Linked DNA regions of Cricetulus griseus: region 2 is linked to region 1. A link is a contact called in public Hi-C data. All regions are on one chromosome and are shown on one strand. The core of a region is the stretch at or near the end of the contact, and the rest is flanking DNA. Distances in the headings are between cores, read along the strand shown.

Region 1 (3,261 bases), core at 101-2,600:
CGATGTCAAACCCCACGTCCTCGGTGTAGTCAGGCCAAGTGCCGGAATATAAATTAAAAATTAAATGATTCCTACCATTGTTCCATAAGTGGAGACTCTGCACTTTGGATCTCAAATTGTGCACATACTGAGGTGATAACTGGTCTCTGTCTAAAGTATCCAGACTCAGGACAAAGAGGCACGCCTGGCTGGGGTCCGAGGTGTAGAACCTGGAGCCCTCGATGGCCGCTAGAATGTTTTGGTAACTTTCGGCGATTTTCTCCCCTTTCTGCTGCGGGTACACGTAGACTTTGAAGCCGTTTTTCTTGCAAAGGGCGAAGTCGAAGCAAGACTCCATGCGGCACTTCTTGCCTTTGTAGACGCTGGAGTTGGCGTCTCGCTTCTGCCGGGGGGAAACGTGCACGCCGGAATCCTCGTTTTCCAACTGATCCCAAGGAAAGAAGGGGTGCAGAGCGTCCGCGAAGCGGGGCCAGAAATGATCCGGACTGGGCTGGTGCAAGCCATTCCGACCACTGTGCTCCTCTCTCCGGCTGTGGCTCCTCGATGCCCTAAACTGCACGCCTCCGAAATAAAACAAAAGGGCGAGACAAGAGCCAGCAGAGAGCAGGATGAAATAGCGTTTTTTGGCCTGCATGTGTCCTGCCTGGGTCAAGAGGATTGGAAATAAACACAAGAATCACCCAAGTTTCCCAATCAACACTTTGAGCTCCAGTCCGCCATCTTCCCGCCTGTAAAGACTCCAAACTCTCCGCTCCCACCTTCTCTGGATGCCTTTCCCCAAGCCGTGGACTGATCCAGCGCATGTGGGCGATTTCTTTAACTTTCTCCCCTCCGGTCTTTCATCTTCGGGCTGCACAATGCACGGGAGGGAGCCGGGCGGGAGGTCTCGCAGCCAGGGCGGGCGGGCGAGCGAGCAGCGGCCGGCGATTTGCTTGCTTGCTTGCTTGCTTGCTTGCATGCAACAAGACGGAGGGAAAGAAAGCGAGCGGCGAAGGAGAGAAGAAGAAGAAAGAAAGAAAGAAAGAAAAAAAAAAAACCAGCCAAAAGCTCCCGATACCCAATCAATGGCAATGACCGAGTGCCTGGCTTGCCTCGCCGCTCCGATTCCTCTCTCGGCGGCGTCAGGAGAACGAGCCCGGGGGGGAGAGAGCAACTCTTCAACTCCTCCTGCACACGCTCCGGTGGCCGAGCACCGCGGTTCCAACAAGTCAGCCCGCCCCGGCTTCAGCCGGCTAGTGCATCTTGCAGCTGGGGCGCCGTAACCTCACGAATCCCTGCATGGCTCTTTCTTTTTTCCCTTCTGCAGCGGCTCGCACACTCACTCCGCCGCTGTTTACTCCTGCGCTCGCCGGCTCGCCCGCCCCCCGCTCGCTCGCTCGCCCGCCGCGGGGCCGGCTCCCCGGGCGCGCGGCGGCCCGGCCGGCTGCACTGCACGAGGCTGCGCCGATCGGCGGAGGAGGCGGCGGCGGCGGTGGTGGCGGCAGCGGCAGCGGCGGCAGCGGTGCGTCCTCCCCGCGGGCAGTGCCGGCCCGGAGCGTGGCTTCGCAGGGCCCCCGCGCTAGCGCTGCCGACCGCCGCGTTCGGTCGCCGAATGTTACCCGGTTCTGAATGTTACACTTACACATTCCATTCCCGACACGACAGCGCTGACCTCATCCATCCACGCAGCCCGCGCTGCCATTGGCCGGGCGTCACGTCCGGGTGGGGCGGGGCTTCCGCTGCGCCCATTCATAACCCCCCGGCGGCGGCGAGCCGGCAGAGGCGCCGGCGCGCGGCCGCGGGACCCCCTGGAGCCTCCGGGCGAGCGGGCGGGCGGGCGCCGGGGCGAGCCGATCTCCCGGGCGTCGCCCATCGCCGGCTGCCATCTGGACCAGGCTGGTCCACACCATCCACCCCCATCCCACCCCCCAAGGCGAGGGCGCAGGGATGGGGACACGCCCGGGCAGCCTGCGGCTCGGGATGCCCGGGGTCCCCACGAGCCGGGGACGCCTCCCCCGCCCGGAGGCTGAGAGGACCTGGTGGAGGATGCCTGAAAATGGAGAAGCCAGGAGGAAGGGGGTGGGGACTTGGTGGAAAGCGAGCGCCGGGCCGGGAGGTTTCTCTCCCGCGTTGACACCCGCTGAGGCCCAGTGTTGGTTTGTTTTGGTTTGTATTTTGTACATTGACACGATCTTCCTGATTCCCCTGTGTCTAACCCACCCGTTCTTGGGTCTTCCCGGCGGAGACACCCATCCTCGACCAGAAAGAGGAATTGTCACAGTCCGGTGGAATCGTTGCACTTCTCCACCCGTGCTTGGGAGCTTGAGAAGACACCTCCTGAGCCTTTCTTTCTGCTCTGTCCCCACTTCGGTCCTGAGTCCCTCCCTTCCACCTGTTCTCTTCACTGGCCCGGAGGGACCTAATGGCTGAAGAGAGACCATTTCACTTTGCCCCCATTTGGGCTGTTATTCTTGGGGTGGTGTTTTTAAGATGTCACCTGCCCTAGCTATAGAAGGGGACCTTTGAAGCAAAAAAAATAATAATTATTATTATTTACAATAAATGTGCCATGATTGTCCCTGGCTTCGGTTGACCTTGCTTCCATTGACGACCCTTCCCCAAGCCTGTCATCCGGGGTGAACTTATTTGGATGATTCTGATAAACCGGTCTTCTAAAGGAAGCGCCAGTGCCCCCAAAGGTGTGCTAAACTCCTGAGCATCACTTGGCCTCAGAGCCTGAGCACCCTTCCCACCCTAGCCTGGGAGCCTGACCAAGCTGGACAAGCAGTTGCCTAGGGCAGCAGAGCTGTTTAGTGATTGTTTATTGTGGGAGTGTCTGAGCTGGGAGCAGACACATCCAGGCCTCCCTCGGGCTATTGAAAACCCCAGCCGGCTGTGTACCCAGGGTACAGTTGTAATAGGGCAGAGTGGAAAGTTTTCGAACATTGTTGTTTCAGATTTTTTTGAATAGAGCAGGGAAGGGTTGTGGGTGGGCTATGACGGGACATTCCTGAAGCTTCTGCCCGTGTTGGACTTACCAAAAATGAGGCAGCTTTTCAAAGTTTATTTTGTCCCTACCACATGATTTAGAGAGGCCAGAAACAAGGGTTCAGTCATCTTCCAAATAGGATGAGAACCGTGCAGGTAAAGGCAGTTATTGGAGTCACATGTGACCCCAGCTCTCTGCGGGACTGCTAAGAACAGTCTTCAAGGTAGAGTTCTTTCTGCTGAGAGCTGGGTACCAAACACCTCCAATCCGTAGAAGGTGGGACTTTCTCTGCA
Region 2 (3,163 bases), core at 424-2,923, 61 kb before region 1:
TCTGTGAATGCCCAGCACTAGATCCCCGAGGAAATGGTAAATTCTGAACTATATCCACCTCACTGAGATTAAAAACACCGTTGAAGACTTTTAGAGGCATTAAGAGCCAATGAGTCAGATAGCTCTGTAAGAGTTGAATTCAATCAGCCACTGGATTGCTCAGTGATTATCACAAACAGCCCAAGCCCTCCTACAAAGGCATCTTTCCCAGTTCACTTGGCTAATCCCTTCTGAACAAGGATCCAAGGAAAGAAAATTATTTATCCAATGGCAAGCTGCACAAATTAATCACACCCAAGCACCACATTGGCGGCCAAACACAATCTATTAAAAAAAAAAAAAAAAAAAAAAAAAAAACACTCCAGACTATCATCGGAAGCCAATAACAAGATCCCGCTCTTCCTCCCTCAACAGACATCCCAAGGTATAAAAGGGTGGGAGCAACACCTTCAATCATTTATAAGCAGATCTCTCAGACCCACCAGGTCACATGGCAATACTACTTTTAAAACACAAGAGTGTTTAACAGCGACAAAACAAAGGTAAAAGAAAGCCCAGGGGACACACCATTCATTAATGTTCTACAAAATTCACACGCAGGAGCACATGGCACCCGCATCACCCTGGGTTTCTTAGCTACGTCTATACTAGTAACCTAGGTGAGGCTGACACAAGCAGATTTTTTTTTTCTATAAACAGGAGAAAGTAACATTGGACAACAGTAAGCAGTACACTCACACAACAACCCCACCACCCAAAACAGACCTTGGTGAAGGTCTCGAGGTGGCTAACAATAATACATGGAAAGCAGACAGCACAAGAGAGGAGGAGGAGGCCAAGAAATGTCCATGCTTGTCACCCTGCCTGGGCAGCGCTCCCTATGAGGCTGCCAGGTCTGAACGGGAAAACACATGTGTAACTTCATTGGAAAGAAGGGGGGGTGTCTCCGGTTGCTGCAAGCACCTCGGCTTAACAAGAAGCATGGAAAAGGGGGACACGGGGGAACAGCCAAGAGCTTTACTCGACCATACTCTAACCAAGCAGCCATGGCTCTGCTTCACCAGCCAGCTATCGCCTGGGATGCTCTTGATTTACAGAAGAGATTCTACAGGGAGATTCACCTCAGCAAAAAGCCCTGAGTGCCGAATGCCACCAATTTGATGGAAAGATGCACGTGCGTGCCTGAGTGTGTGCGTGCGTGCCTGAGTGCGTGTGTGCGTGCGTGCGTGCGTGGGTGTGTGTGTGCGTGTGTGTGTGTGTGGTTTTGTTTTGGTTTCTGTTTGCGGGCTGACTTCTATTTGAACAGGTGACATAAAGCCAGAAGTACCAGTAACCACTGCAAAGACGAAGGCACAAACACCATTTGTTTCTGAGGTACTGGTAGTTGGTACACTTGCACTCACTATCCCAATTCATCCTCAGCCAAACCCTCGGGGATGGGATAAGTTTTACCTTTCAGGAAACTGAGGCCTGACGCCCTACTGCCTAACTTGAAAGGTTGTGTCCTCTTCATGTGGCTCATGTTTCTTCCCAACATGTGCCTCAACACACAGGTTCAGCAAGCTTGCTTGCCTGCGAAGAGCCAGAGAGGAAACATCCTAGACTTTACAGGGCCCAATGCAATGACTAACTCTGCCATTGCAGCCACCAGACATGACATGTATGTAACTGAATGAGTGTGACTGAATTCCAATGGCATGTAGCAGCCAAGAAGTCATAGTTCACCTCTCATTACTCATCAATGCTATTTAGGTGAATTTGGGGTTGAGGAAATGAAAGAGAGATGATAACTGCCCTAAGAATTAAATTGGAGAATGAAAAGGAGGTAAATTCTATGTCATAGAGCCACTCACAACTTCACCACTCAAAGTAGGTGATACACTTGAAAGAAATTACGTTATAAAAACACAATAGTGGGTACAACAAACAAACAAACAAACAAGGGACATCACTCTGTTATGATGATTCTTTCTAGAACACCACATGGGTTAAAAACAGCAGAACCCCGCCTACCTGGCTATTAGCATATTAACAATGCCAGTGAAAGTTAATCCATCTACACAAAGTGAGTGACAGTTTAATTAAAACTCACTCAGTTTAGATATTAGCATTCAATCTCAAACTTGGTTTTTTTTAAACATTCTAGTGTGTGTGTGTGTGTGTGTGTGTGTGTGTGTGTGTGTGTGTGTGAGAGAGAGAGAGAGAGAGAGAGAGAGAGAGAGAGAGAGAGAGAGAGAGAGAGAGCATGCTACAGTGCATGTGTGGAGGTCAGAGAACTCAGCTCACATACTAGATGCAATCTGAAACTTGCTCTTTACACATTCTATTTACTCTGTGTGCACTCATGGTGTGATGGGTGCATACAGCACACGTCTAGAGGTCAGAGGGCAGCTTTCTGAAGTTAGCTCTCTTTCCACGATGTAGACTAAGCTCCGGGGGTTCAGACTCAAGTCACCAAGCTTGGCCACAAGGGCTTTCATCCACTGAATTACTTGCCAGCGGGCCCCACCCCCCCATTTCCCTTTAGAGTCATCACAGCTTTGGTTCCTATCCTGTGAAGAACTGCTACCCCTATGAGAAACAAGACCTGAATAACACCAGCTTTAAAAAAAAAAAAAAATGTCACTAAAGAATAACAGCTGATTGGGCAGAGAAATCACAGGGATGGGTGGCATTCGGACATTATGAAGGTGTTTTCTGTGTTGGCTAATGCCAAGCTGATTTCCTAATTTTATAGTGCTAACTTACTAACTAATCCGTGAGCTTCTCCCACAATGCCTCCTAAGCACAGTGTTGCCCAGTAGCTGCGGGTAAACCCAGTCAGCTAGAAACACTACACTAACAGCATCAGTAGGGTCAATCGTGCTCTAAATTACTCCTGACAATATACTGTGTCTTCCAGTATCACTCTCCACGTGGCTGCGCTATGATTCTGCTATACATCCCTGCATAAAATGCAACCACATCCTGAAGTCGGAAACCGCCTTGCCAGTGGCCCTGGGGAAAGGGATTACAATACTGCGTATTTCTGGAAAACTATAGGTACACATGGGCATGCTTTGACGGTAACCCATGAATTCGACTCTGTGGTTCTTTGCCTTTTCAGTGTCACTGTGCATTAAGGTTACATGTAAATCGTAGCACCTCATACCATTTTCCAACA

What was found. Hi-C and Micro-C count contacts between places; a contact is called where the count stands out from the background.
Region 2: a contact with region 1 is called in a Hi-C map of liver, with 2.6 times the contacts expected there. The contact joins the enhancer-like site here to the promoter of Ext1 in region 1. A contact is called at or near these places in 2 of 8 Hi-C or Micro-C datasets (the CHO-K1 cell line and liver).

Annotation. Positions count from the first base shown.
Region 1 is chr10:1,906,972-1,910,232 of CriGri-PICRH-1.0, reverse strand. It overlaps Ext1 (exostosin glycosyltransferase 1), which reads right to left and starts at 1,350. Exons shown (of 11, transcript NM_001246767.1): 1 at 1-1,350. The coding sequence starts at 634.
Region 2 is chr10:1,968,586-1,971,748 of CriGri-PICRH-1.0, reverse strand. The region is part of intron 1 of Ext1 (exostosin glycosyltransferase 1); the gene reads right to left. Among named protein-coding and RNA genes, the nearest start is that of Ext1, 61 kb to the right of the region's middle. Within about 2 kb of position 1,673, at least 2 of the 6 cell types and tissues checked have open chromatin away from gene starts, as enhancers often do. A contact at or near this core is called in the CHO-K1 cell line, where this site is marked.